Regions from separate parts of the Zea mays genome. Here region 2 is linked to region 1. Evidence: chromatin contacts called from public Hi-C data. All regions are on one chromosome and are shown on one strand. The core of a region is the stretch at or near the end of the contact, and the rest is flanking DNA. Distances in the headings are between cores, read along the strand shown.

Region 1 (7,353 bases), core at 1,157-3,656:
ATTGTTAAAAAATAACTACATAAATATGCATATAAATTACCTACCTTGGCCCTTATAAAATATAATTTATAATAGCACCCTAATATTGCGTCTAGATTACCAACTTTAATATTATGAATGATAATTTTAAATATCAGTGTATCTTTGTATCTAGATTACCCACATATATAATTATGAAATATATTTTAAAATACCTCCTAATGATTTTACAAATTGTTCATCTTTACCACTATAAAAGATAATACACAACACCATTCTATGTTAGCATTTAACATATCCATATATGCTATATATTGTGAAAGATAAGTAAGATATTGTCATAGTACACACCCACCCACACGCGCGCGCACCCCCCCCCCCCCAACACACACACACACATATATATCTTAGCCATTATAAAAAAATAATCAAAAAATCTCTCACTTAAGTAGCAATGTATAGAAAAATATATCAATATCTACAAAGTACAACACACACATATATTAGAATAAACATTTATTTTGCAACTTATGAAATTTAGAAAATGTTCACCTAACAAAACCATTAGTCAACATCTTAATACTTGCTGTAATAAATTTTACAAAGAGAAAAGTTATAAACATATTTAATATAAGCAATTATTTATTAGTGAGGTATACTTCCTATATTTGAAAATATAAGACGCTTTGAGTTTTTTTGTAAATATATAGTTTTTGCTATACTTAGACCTGCATCTATCTAGATGCACGGTAGAAACAATATGTCTATCAGTCTACAGAGGAGATAAAATATCTTATAATCTAAAATGAAATGATTATTTGCCGTTATATAATACCTATATGTTCTAACATTTTAACTCGTGCGAAAGCATGAGTTGATGGACTATAGTGTTATTAGTTATTATTATCTCATACATGCACACAGTTTTGTTTGATGAATATATATTTTAATGAAGAAAAATAAAGTCAGGTGATGAAAATGTTTGCCTTAACAATTCCAGCGTGGTGTCCTTTTCTATGGTTCTCAGCTTGCTCAATCCATGTCCCAGGCCACTGCGTACCGTCAGCCATCCACGTCGCCTTCATCACCATACCAGCTTCGTCGTCCTTGGCATGCTTTCTGTTGTACGCTTGAGATCTTTGGCAGACGGTGCTGAAAAGAGAGTCGATCCTCACCTTGAACTCTTCGTATTCCCTGCGCATGCGCCTGTGATCGCTTGTGAACTCTCCCTGCACGCTTCCCGTGTACGGTTGGCGCCTCTTCACTCCAAAGTAGCTCTCCGGAGCTCTCGGCTCGACGCTATGCTTCCGGCAGAAGGGCGCCCATAGCCTGGCGAAACTCGCAACCTCGAGCATCGCTTCGTAGTGGACCAGCGTGCCGCCGTCGTCCGAGAGGTAGCAGGCGTACTTCTCGACCGGGTAGTCGGTGGCGAGGATGGAGAGCACGGAGTTCACCGTGTACAGTATGGGCTCGTCTACGGGGTCGACGGTGGTGACGAAGACGTCGATGCCGGGCAGCTTGTTGTTGGACTCGCCGCCGGAGGCGGAAGGCTGCTCGTACTGGTCTCTGATGGCGGCGAGGTCCGGGACACGCTTGATGGGGTTCAGCTTCGGGAGCTGGTTGAGGACCCACGAGAAGCCGAACCAGACGTCGCCGACCATGGACATGGCCCAGAGCCACACGCCGTCGCGGTTCCGGTTCCGGATGCGCCATATGAAGAATGCGACGATGGCGACCAGCCGCAGAAGAATAACAAACCTGGCAGAAAACGGGTCAACTCATTTCAAACTTTCTGAAACTTGCCGCCGTGGGCCATTTTTCTGAAGTCAGAGACAGCTTCAGTTGCAGTCAGTTTTTATAGTATATAATAGCAATGTGATGACCGTCTGACTGATGAGTAGTGCCAAGCTTTCTGTCCAGTTAGCATGCATTGTTCATTATATTGATGCAAACCATACACTGGCACCTAGGCTAGGAAGGAGAAGGAGAGGACAGTCTTGCACTGGACGGCCAGAATAACCTGTAAGGGTGCAGGATGCTGCCCTTGACCTTCATGGTCCGGAACAGCAGGGGCGGCTGGCTGGAGTTGCCTGCAGCTGCAGGCATTTCTCCCTCCTGGGCGGCCACCCAGACGTCGTTGCGCTTGGCGTTGGCGGCGGCGTCGTTGATCCGCTTGGCCACTGGCGAGTGGTCAGCTGCCGAGCTATTGCGCCTGCTCTCGTCGTCGGCGCCGCCATTGGTCGCCTCGACGTGGAGACCGACCCGGCGAGTCACTGCCGCGGCCATCTCGAACGGTGAGCCACGCCTAGTTCTAGTTCGTGTTGTGTTGGTTGGTGCATGCGGCCTGCCGACCGAGGGTTATATAGGGCGGTAAAGCAGAAAAGTTGGAAGACGGAGAGGAGCTGAGGCGACGACTGAAGAAGAGTCTGGTCCGTTATTCGGGGCATGTTGAGTTTGTGATCTAAATTCTAAAGAAAGCGACTAACTTGGCAAGTAAAGCGGAGGTCTGTCGCTGGGAGATCGACACCTTATAGTAAATCTACTGCGATCTATAATCATCGGAAAAATAGTTATATTGTTGCTGACCAACGCCTCTGATTTTTCTCCTTCGACCGAAGGGGTCTTCTCTGTGTTTGATGTACTTTGTAACCGAGCATCATATCGGGAGGAGTACAGACTACAGAGTACCAGCTGAGCTTTTCTTTCTTTCTTTCTTCAGCAATCAGCACGGTCAAAATACAGCAGAAGAGAAGCCGCCATTGCCGTGTACTTTTCCGTTCTTCGGATCAAGCTAGTAGTGCACTCCAGCAGAGAGCCACAGGTTCTGACCGATCAAATTCAGCGGGCCAACCAAAAGTCACCGTACCGTCTCGATTAAAGAAATGCTTCTTGGGTCGCGTGTCTCAATTTTTTAAATGGAATATGACATCTTTTACAAAAACGTGCACGCTACCCAATGCAAGAGACCATGTTGTTCGACATGCCTCCAGCTCCAGGTGAGAACGAGATTGTCACTTGCGCAGGGGGAAGGGATCAGCAAGTTCGTGGACGTTACTGTGCTCAGTCTGATCTGTGGATGCTGTTGTGCTGCCCAGCCCTGCAGCTGCTGTTCCTGACTGAACTTCGACGTCAGGCGAACAAGTGCCGAATCAGTTTCGGAAGCGCCGTGCGTTGTATCAGGATTGGCCGACTGCCAACTCTCCTGTCGCGACTCGCGACAGCAAAGGTGAAACCGAAGGCCCACCAGCGCTTACAGTCTCCATATAGCTAGCACACCAGCTTTACCTCGCCCACTGATATTTTGTGTGAAGTCTTTGCGAACAATGACGAACAAAAAAAAATCAAATACAGTACAGTTAGGCCCTCCCGTGGGCTACAAAATCGCTGTACTTCCCGTTTGAAAAATAAGGTGCAGATTGCTATCACCGCGAGGAAAAAAACACTACTGGAATCTTGCGAAGTTTGGCCAATCGTGTTCGCTGAAAATTTAGGTTAGATGTAACACGAGAAGCTCCATAATGACGATCCTAGAGATATTTGCAATGGTGTTTTTCAGTGCCGTTGGTGCTAAGGGCCAGTGGAAATCGGTATTTTCACTCACGGTAGTTTAGCAACCGCTAGTGGAAATTATATTGTCACTGGCGGTTTTATTAAGCAATTTTTGACTGACGATTTATTAAGCAAACCGTGGAAATAATATTTTCACTGGCAGTTTTATTAAGCAAAATGTCAGTGAAAATACATTTTGTACTGGCGGTTTTATTAAGCAAACCGCCAGTGAAAATACAAATACACTTTCCACTGTCGGTTTGATTAAGCAAACCGTCAGTGTAAATATACTTTCCACCATATGAAACTACTCCAATAAGCTACTATTCCACTAGAGTTGGTCTTTGCAAAACTCCTACGGTGATGACCATAAGAGCACTTTACAATCTAATGATCGAAACTGACAACAATTACTAATGCTGCTTGTTGGAGGCATGTCGAAATCCTAATAGAACAACAGTAGGAAAACATGTTTTTATTGTTAAAGGTTTGGAGGGAGAAGAGGTATGGTGAAGGATTTTTACTATCCTTTAACAATACACAAATGATAAGTTTTTTAAATATAGTTATTTAGTCATGCGTAAATAAAGATATTTCCATTTCTATATATTAAACCAGGACCCGATCCTCCCAAACCAAGGTGGTCACGTCGTCTAAATTTTGGAAGCCGTCGGATTGTTTCTCCATGATGAGATCCTACCGTCTAGCTATTGCACCAGTCATACAATCCCCGAAGCCTCCGGAAGCTTCTGGCCATTGCTCCCAGCTACGGATCGAGCGTTTTCTATTCTGACTTCTTCCTTCTAAAAGGTAGCACTCATTCTTTCTCTCTCTATCTCCCTCTCTCATTCGTGCCATGCATTGCCATTTCCCCTTCCTCACTCGCTCCGTCCAGTCGTCGGCGTGCCACCTGCTTTCACCGTCCATCCCTCTGTCCCCTACACTACCATTTTCTTAGCAGGTTGCCGGGTTGTGCTCGCACGCTCCATTTGGATGTATGTGTGCCACTTACTCCTACTATTCATGCCTCCGTTCCCACACCTGCTCCTGCCACCATCCCCTTCATCCCCTGCACCGCCATCAGCAGGTTGTCGGGCCATGCTTGCTCGCTCCGTCTAAACGTCGGCATGGCACTTGCTCCTGCCGGTCATGCCTCTGTTCCAGCGCCACCAGATCTCATCACGTATCCTTCCGCCGTGCTATAGACCATGAGCAGCTCCGTGCAGTAGTCGCTGCATTGGAATGTCGGCGCCGCCAAGGGAATTGCATTTTTGCCGCTGCTGTCGCTGTAGCTTTAGCCTGACACAGAGAAGATTTCTATATGTGTTTAGTTCAGCATCCCCTGTACAGATGGTTTGTCGTTGTTGGTACAACAGAAACAACTCTAGCTGGTCCCCAAAATCGATGCCCGTTTGTTGCAACACCTAATTGTGAACCATTTTTAATGTTTACACGTTATGTATATTTTTTTAAAACATAATGTTCTATGGTTCTTATTCAACGTTCTATGATTCTTATTTAAAGTTTGTGCATTATATGATTTTTTGTAATCGTTTGCTTTTCATTATTTTTAGTAGACCCGACGATTACATAGAAGGCTTTTTCGGTCTAAGATGGCCTCCACTTTTCTGAATATTATTTAGATTTTTATTAAAACTCTGCTCTTTTTCCCTGGTACATAATTACTGTGATAATTATTTTCAAAGATACCCTGCTTTCTGTTGTGGTAGTTTTTTTTTGCAGTGAACTATAAACTATGTTTGGCAGCACGGGCTTCGTTATCTTCTACAAATATGAGAACATTGTTGCTTGATCAAGGTTCCTTTTATTACACCTTTCTCTATAACTTCCTAACACGATGCTTTGCTCCTAATACATACCTTTGGAGCAGCTTACTATAAATATTAATTTACCATGATACTCTGTTTATTGTTCTGATTGTTTTTGTAGTGGGCTCTAAACTTGAGTTTAGCAACACGAGCTTCATTATTTTCTATATATATGCTCATAATTTTGCTATTTGATCAAGGTTCTTTTTACTACACCTTTTTTATACCTTCCTACCACAGTGCCTTTTTGAAAGGGAATTAGGCTTACACCTATTTTCCTAATTGATTTTGGTGGTTGAATTGCCCAACACAAATAATTGGACTAACTAGTTTGCTCTAGTGTATAAGTTATACAGGTGTAAAAGGTTCACACTTAGCCAATAAAAGATCAAGTATTGGGTTCAATAGAAGAGCAAAGGGACAATCAAAGGCATCTCTGGTCTGGAGCACCGGACTGTCCGGTGCACCACCGGACAGTGTCCGGTGCACCAGAGGACTCCAACCCAAACTCGTCACCTTCGGGAATTTCCAGAGGCGCTCCGCTATAATTCACCGGACTGTCCGGTGTACACCGGACAGTGTCCGGTGCTCCAAGGAACGGCGCCTCAGGAACTCGCCAGCTTCGGGAAACCGCGACGACTGTTCCGCTATAATTCACTGGACATGTCCGGTGTAACTACGGGGTAACGGCTATTTCGGCACCAACGGCTACCTGCAGCGCATTTAATGCGCGCCAGCGCGCGCAGAAGTCAGGCACGCCCATACTGGCGCACCGGACACTCTACAGTACATGTCCGGTGCGCCACCGGACATCCAGGCGGGCCCAGAAGATAGTGCTCCAACGGTCGAATCCCAACGGCTTTGGTGACGTGGCTGGCGCACCGGACATGTCCGGTGTGCACCGGACTGTCCGGTGCACCATACGACAGTCAGCCCCTCCAAACGGCTAATTTGGTGGTTGGGGCTATAAATACCCCCAACCACCCACCATTCATTGCATCCAAGTTTTCCACTTCTCAACCACTTACAAGAGCTAGGCATTCAATTCTAGACACACCAAAGAGATCAAATCCTCTCCAATTCCACACAAGGCTTTAGTGATTAGCGAGAGAGATTTGACGTGTTCTTTTGAGCTCTTGCGCTTGGATTGCTTCTTTTCTTTCTCACTTGTTCTTGTGATCAAAACTCCATTGTAATCAAGGCAAGAGGCACCAATTGTGTGGTGGCCCTTGCGGGGAAGTTTTTGTTCCCGGTTTTGATTTGAGAAGAGAAGCTCACTCGGTCGGAGGGACCGTTTGAGAGAGGGAAAGGGTTGAAAGAGACCCGGTCTTTGTGACCACCTCAACGGGGAGTAGGTTTGCGAGAACCGAACCTCGGTAAAACAAATCTTTGTGTCACACTCCTTATTTGCTTGAGATTTGTTTTGCACCCTCTCTCGCGGACTCGTTTTTATTTCTAACGCTAACCCGGCTTGTAGTTGTGTTTATATTTGTAAATTTCAGTTTCGCCCTATTCACCCCCCTCTAGGCGACTATCAATTGGTATCAGAGCCCGGTGCTTCATTAGAGCCTAACCGCTCAAAGTGATGTCGGGAGATCACGCCAAGAAGGAGATGGAGACCGGCGAAAAGCCCACTACAAGCCACGGGAGCACTTCATCGGAAGAATCCCGCACCAAGAGGAAGGAGAAGAAGAAGGACTCCTCCAAAGGGAAGGAGAAGAGATCTTCTTCACACCACAAAGAGAAGAAGGAGAAATCCTCTTCCCACAAGCCGCATCGGAGTGGGGACAAGAAAAAGAGGATGAGGAAGGTGGTCTACTACGAGACCGATTCTTCATCGGCATCCACCTCCGGCTCCGACGCGGCGTCCGTCACTTCTAAGCGCCAAGAGCGTAAGAAGTATAGTAAGATTCCCCTACGCTACCCTCGCATTTCTAAACATACACCTTTACTTTCCGTCCCATTAGGCAAACCACCAACTTTTGATGGTGAAGAT
Region 2 (6,943 bases), core at 3,181-5,680, 150 kb after region 1:
CAGGCACGGAGGAAAGAGGACTCCTCGTCGAAGATGGGACCCTCGTCGAAGATGGACGTCACGTCAGCACAGGGCTCCTCGTCGAAGATGGGACCCTCGTTGAAGATGGATGTCTCGTCACAGGGTTCTTCACAGCGCTCGTCCCGGCGGCGCTTGACACCATCGCAGTGTCCGCGCACCTCCATGAGTCGCATTTCGTCGAGCAGCTTGCGGATGGCGACGTCTTGATGCTCCATCACGGAAGATCGGGGTCACCGCGGCATAGCAGCAAGCGGGTCCAGGAGACTGAATCTGATACCAGATGTTAGCACCTAGCTTGGGAGATCAGGAGAAGAAGGTGCTCGGTGGGAGAAGACGTGGAGAAGAAGTAGATGCACGAAGAAGACAGGTTCGTATTGCATATTCTGGTTTTTGGATACCCTTACAACTTGTCCACTGTTTACTTTATACTCTTCTACGGCCCAGCCCAACTACCAGCTTACACAGCTCATTCGGACAAACTTACACAGCCCACTCAGTACTAGAATTACGATAGAGGATGCGCACATGCACACCCCGAGCCAGCTTCTTCCTTGTCGTCCGATGCTATTGCAGTAGTTTGAGGAGTCGATAGTAGTAGTGTGCTGACAGTTTGGTTTGAGCGAGGTCCTTTGTTCGGTGCTGTAACCTTCAAGTGTCCGATCAAATGCCTGTGCGAGCCAGTCGTCTCCCCCCTTGAAGTAGTTTCTTGTTCTTTAATTTCGAGATCAATGTCTAGTTTGATAGGTAGCCATTCTTGATACGTGCTATCTGGTGCTTTATCCGTATGTACACTCTCCTTTGTTATATGGGCTTAGAAATCTGTGCGCCATGGCGGCCATGCATCCTTGGCACACGGGGGATATACAGGGCTATTTTAGGTAGGCTGTGAATAAAAGTCCTTAGTTAAAATCTGAATACTAGGACAAATGGACAATAGTAGGGATGAATTGGAACCATTAAGATATTATGCATTTCTAGTGGTATCAGAAGTCATTTTTGGTAAGAGAATTAAAACCTAACATCAATAGCGAAACTGTACTTTTACCCTGTAGTCAATGTTGCACATCTGAAATGGGGGCCAAATACCAAATGGTCTAAATTTAGTTAGGATTATTCTGTATTATTACGATGTAAGAATACAATGATTATTTGCTAAAAAAAACATAATTGGTTCCTTGGTAACTACACAAGAAATTACAATGTTTTCTATACTACCTAGAATGGAATCAGACCAGCAAGTAGGATATGGATACCTACATACAACAGCGCGACAAGTGCAAAGACAACCGGCAGCAGAACTACAAGGATGATTGGCCTCTTCGCCCACCGCCCCATGATCGCTAGTGCAAATGGGTAGAGGAGAAACATGATCCATATGTTGAACAGCAGACCCAGTGCTGCATGCATCTTCTTCGCCGCTGTCCATGTTCCAATGTATACCACAGTTTTGCCCAGGGCTACACCAATGGCACCAACATTGCAGATCAGAACTGCCATTGTTGGGATGAGCATTGGCACCCATCGAAAATCATAAAGGTCGGCGAACTTGTCATTGTCGTCCGCGGCTGTTTGCTTGGAAGTGACCCTGAAGTGTATGCCCTTCTTTGTGAGGAGGTTCACTGCCATGTGCAGCACTGCCATTGGATATGCACTTGTTGAGCCGATCATAAAGAACTGCTCATTGCGCCAATAGTCCAGCCATGTGACCCCCGCCCACTTTATCTCAAGCCAGCCAATCATGTGAATCATCACGATGATTACAAGAAGGTACACGACATACCTAGTGAATGGTCTCTGGATGTATACTTCATCGGGGATAAGCCACATCACCGGGCTTAGAGCATAGATTAGGATGAAGACTGATGTGACTGGGTAGACTGTCATGTTGAGGTAGGAGACACGCTGAAGGGGTTGAATCCGGCGACCACCGATGAATGGATTGTTGTGGGAGAAGAACATCTCTAAAGACCCACCAGACCAGCGCACAATTTGATGGAGGCGTTCAGTTAGGTTGATTGGTGCAACGCCACAGAACGCATCGTGCTCCATTGTGCAATACATAGAGCGCCACCCCTGCCCGTGGATGCGGAATCCTGTTACTATATCTTCAGTGGCTATGTCATAGATGTACCCTACACCCTTGCCCCAGTCAGTACCTTTGTCATAAGAACATGTCACAACCCTCTCTAGCTCAGCAAGGAATGTGTCATCAATTGGTGGCGGTGTGATTGTCCTGTCATTTTTCAGGGCTTTTGACACTGAATCTAGGAAGATTGTGGAGTTGCCAAACCTGCTAGCTTCGGCCGTGATGTTTTCTGCTCTACAGTGGGGTGGGTCAATACCATAGAGTGCTAAGCGACGGAACATGCAACCAGTACCGAGGTATGAGGGCCCTTGCAAACCATTAAGGGCAAGCATGGTCCCATCAAAGAAGACACGATTGTGGTTACCATAGCGGTCCGTGGGGTCAACATTGTCGAAGCGCTGTGGGAACTGAACAAATGCGGTGTTATCACCGTCCCGTTGATCCAGCATGAAGCACACAGCCGAGCTTAGGGCTTGAGAGTTGTTGATGTAGTGGTCGCAGTCGAAGTTGATGATGAGTTGGGCATTAGAGAGGAGAGCAGAGGCCCGCAGCTGTGCATTCAGGGCACCTGCCTTCTTGTTGTGGTCATAACCTGGGTTCTTCTCACGAGAGACGTAAACAAGCATTGGGAGGCGCTCATCAGTGGTGGCAATGCTGGGATTGCTTTCAGTAATAGGGTGTTGTCCACGGCTTGGATGGTTCAGCACAACCTGTTAACAGTAGGATTCAAACCATCAGTGGCGACATCGCTGTAACAAGCGGCATTATGCAAAGATGAAATATTCCCGAACTAAAGTTCTGCAAGAAGTAAGTGGATTGCATGAGTGTCTCGTTTTCTGAATTTGAACAACTAATCTTAACTTTAGTACCTTGGCAATTGGAGCATGGTGTCCTTTCCTATGGTTCTCTGCTGGATCAATCCATGTGCCGGGCCACTGCGTCCCATTTGCCATCCAAGTTGCCTTTTGAGCTCCTCCTGCATCTCTCACGCTATTGTAAACATCGGATCTCTTGCGTATGGCATCAGGGAGGTTGTCCAAGCGCGCCTTGAACTCATCGTACTCCATCTGCACCCTCCTATAATCATTCAAGAACTCCTGCGTCACCCTTCCAGCCTGCGGCGGTGCCACATGCTCAAAATAGCTTTCTGGTGCCCTTGGCTCAATGGAGTACTTGCGGCAGAACGGAACCCATAGAGGCGCAAACTTTCCGACCTCGGCCAGTGCCTCATAGAGAACCAGCGCCCCACTATCATCTGAGAGATAGCAGGCTAGCCGATCGACTGGGTAATCGACAGACAGGATGGAGAGGACACAGTTCATGGTGTAGAGTATGGGCTCATCAATGGGGTCGGCAGTGGTGACGAAAACATCGATACCGGGGAGCCTAGAGGCGCCGCCGTCAGGGTAGCCAAAGTGCCGCTGGAGGGCGGCGAGATCTGGGATGGTCTTCACAGGGTTGAACTTTGGGAGCTGGTTGAGGAGCCACGAGAAGCCGAACCAGACGTCGCCGACGATGGACATTGTCCAGAACCACATGATGTCGGATTTGTTGTGCCTGATGCGCCACGCGAAGAAGGCGAGGACAGCGACTAATCGGATGATGATCAGCAACCTGTAACATGAAACACATGCTGTCAGGTCTCGAGCCAAAGAAACGCGAGCTGTGCTCTCGTGCGAGTGAGTATGTGACCAAAAATAGGAAATATCAAGCAATCTTTGTGCAAGATCTTTTCATTTCTTTGGCAATCCAGTGCTTGGAAAATGGAAGACGGTGAGCCATCTCATCGGTGGAGGCTCAGGTCAACGGTTATGCAGGCGAAGTCTAACAAGCAACTACTACTAGGAAACGCGCGTTTCCAAAGCAAAAAAAAAAATGTACAGCCTGTTTACATGGTGAACTGTAAACAAACAGTGATTATATTCCTGTTGGTGCGTTGCACATTCAGTCTAGCCGCTGAGCTGGCTTTTTACCTGTAGGGGTGCAGGAGGGCGCCTTTGACCTTATACTTCCGGAACAGCAGCGCGCGGCCGTCCTCACCGCCGGACTCCTTGGCAGCGCGCCTCTCGGCCTTGTCGGAGGCCACCCAGTACCTGCCCCTGGCGCCGTGGCCAGCCTTCCTCGCGGCGGCACCATGGCCGTTCGCGCTCACTAGAAGCGGGTCAGTGAGGCCGCCATTGGCCGCATACACGGCATCGCCCGCCGGTGCCGGCGAAGCCATGCCTTGCAGGTCCTAGCTAGCTACTACCTTTTCCTTCCTTTGGCAAGACCAGAGGTAGGTGGGGTGGGGGGGCACTGACACTCTAGCCAGTGTGCAGTGGCACACGACGGGTGGAAGCCTGGAGCAGCGACTTATATAGGAGGAGGCAGGAGCAGGACGGGCAGGCCGAAGCACGTACATGGGTGCGAGGTGCCTGGCAGAGGACCGGATGTTCGCAACTCTGCCTAGAAGTGCAGCAATTCAGACATGTCATATTGTACAGTCAATGGATCTGGCGGTGCCTAGTGTGTACAGACTAAACTACAAGCTATTCAAGCTCATGCAGAAAACGTGGACCGTGAGCAGTGAACGGGTGAACACAGAGCCCCGTCCATGTGCTGCTGCGGGCTAGCTGACCGCAACGCAACGGACGGAATTCACGGGAACGCACGTCGTGGCGGTGGTGCGGTGCACTACGTACGGCAAGTAGAGCGAGCGAGGCTGGAGCTAGCACTGTTAGCCATTTGCACCTGTGTCAGGCCAGGCCAGGCAAATATTGGTTACCCATCACCGTCTGTTTCTGTATGTCGGAGTTGTGACTAAAGTTAGTTGGCTGGTTCTGTAATAAGTTCTACTTGGCAGTTGGCTGGGTGCCTGGCTGTGCGCTGTGAAAGTGAGCTTCCAGCGCTGCCCCAGCATCGGCGAAGGAGGATTAGAAGATTGGACACGAAACCAGATCAATTTGTCTCTCCTTATGTTTTATTTTTTAATCTGGACCAATCACGCAACTGGGTCGCGCAGCTGCAACGATCGGATCTACCTCGGGCACGCAGCCCTAGCATCAGCAGCGCATGGGAAACTAGATCTTGTCAGTCACTGCCAGGGACACGGAACGGGAGAGCAAGAATACCATATTCTTGGCGCGGTTGTTTGTTCGCTTCTCCTTTCAGATCTAAAGGCCATTTAGCTTCAGTGCAAGTAGACGCTTGGTCTGGATGGCTGGAATAGTTTATACCCATCATGATCGTTCTGCGTGTTCCTGTCTGCCGTTGTTCTGTTTCCCACCCTGTGCGAGAACCTGATGGGTACATTTTTTTTAATATGTCAAGAAAAAATGAGCCTCTCTTGCAGCGATTTAGATCAGATCTGATGATAGGCTGCTAACACATCAAGTCCCGGTGTTCTGCTGTGATTTCGGGTGCATATTGACCGATACAAGGGGGTGGATTTAGAATTTTGTCCAATTGATTGCAGAAATTCACGTGCTAATAAAAAAACGAGGAGAATCTATGCATTTTTCATGCGTAAAAGAGTCATAGATTAAGATTTATATGAGCTGCTCATCATTTAGGGGTACAAGAATCCAGTGACTGAATAAAATTAGAGCCTGGGTTCAGTTATGGAAGAAGGAAATGTTCCGTGTCTCTCTCTCTCTCTCTACATAACTGATATTTCAACAATTCAACTGCAATTATTTGCGACCGCAAAACCAATTTTCTTTCTCGTATTGTGCTTTGTGACCTCGTCTACTGTATATACTTTTACCTAGTTACTAGTATAGTGTATCATAGTATCACTGTACGTGCTTTTCCTTTCTGACAAACTTTCTTAGCTAACGGGAAACTAATACATTTACCTAGTTACTTTAGGATGAGAGAGTTCAGACATCTGATGTTAAGTTCTCTCGGTAAAGTAAGTCTGGACAGCCTACAGCTTTTGCAAATGAGCATAGTTCGAGACCATAAACGAACATTCAGGCTTTACATCTGTGCTATGTCGCCATTAAAATATTCTTCTCCATTAGTGCTTCCCCGGTACCAGCTTTCCTTACATGTTGAGATCTTTCAGTTGCTCTTCAGCTGTAAAGGTGTCTCCAGTGATATGTTCAGGGCTTCAGGCACACAAGTTAGTGAACAGTCCTGCTGCTGTGATGCACCTCTGCTGCAGAGTATATGTAGTAAAACGGAGTCCCACCGGCATCTTTTACAGGTAGCTCTTCCTTTTTGAACCTTCCGTAGCTGCAAATTTAATAATTTATCTGTTTGTTTTTTAGGGAAAAAGGTTATTTTATATGTTTGTTTTTTAGGGAAAAAAGCTGTAGGGGAAACCCTACAGCAATTTTATTGAAACTTTTTGAGATGAAAAAAATACAAGCGGGATCAAAGAAAACAAGAAAGAAAGGAGCTATCGAGAGTTTAGACTAGCTTTAAGAGAGTGGTTAAATCTCAGCATTTGCAACTTCACTATATCGTTGAAGCAGCGTCGCCAAGAAGAAAAGGAAGGAACCTTATTTCTAAAGATAAAGATGAAGTCATTCCTCCGTTTTCAAATACACCAAACCATTAGTGGTAAAATTTTCCATGAAAAAACTGTGGCCAAAAGCACCCTTGGACTCATGAATCATCAAAAAGAAGTTAAGATTATGATTCCAATGAAAACCGTTTTTAAACAGTTGCTCGACCGTAGAGTAGCTCTACGGTGGATCTAATCTTGCATCAAACATTGACTGAAAACTTTGACAACTTGTACAACTGGTACTAAAAAGTAATGTGATTTGTAGTTTTCCATTAAAACCTGCAAAACTGCTGGCGAACAATTTCCAAACTGCATTTTTAAAAGGGAAATCTGCATACTTT

What was found. Hi-C and Micro-C count contacts between places; a contact is called where the count stands out from the background.
Region 2: a contact with region 1 is called in a Hi-C map of leaf, with 6 times the contacts expected there. The contact joins the promoter of LOC100281536 here to the promoter of LOC103633281 in region 1. A contact is called at or near these places in 14 of 25 Hi-C or Micro-C datasets (bundle sheath, ear, endosperm and 5 more) and 1 of 3 datasets of contacts at active chromatin or transcription factors (leaf).

Annotation. Positions count from the first base shown.
Region 1 is chr7:165,194,628-165,201,980 of Zm-B73-REFERENCE-NAM-5.0, forward strand. LOC103633281 (putative mixed-linked glucan synthase 1) reads right to left here and starts at 2,407. Exons shown (of 3, transcript XM_008654984.4): 1 at 2,000-2,407; 2 at 966-1,737. The coding sequence starts at 2,265.
Region 2 is chr7:165,344,002-165,350,944 of Zm-B73-REFERENCE-NAM-5.0, forward strand. LOC100281536 (CSLF3 - cellulose synthase-like family F) reads right to left here and starts at 4,431. Exons shown (of 3, transcript NM_001154454.2): 1 at 4,081-4,431; 2 at 2,977-3,721; 3 at 1,170-2,817. The coding sequence starts at 4,328. The coding sequence ends at 1,237.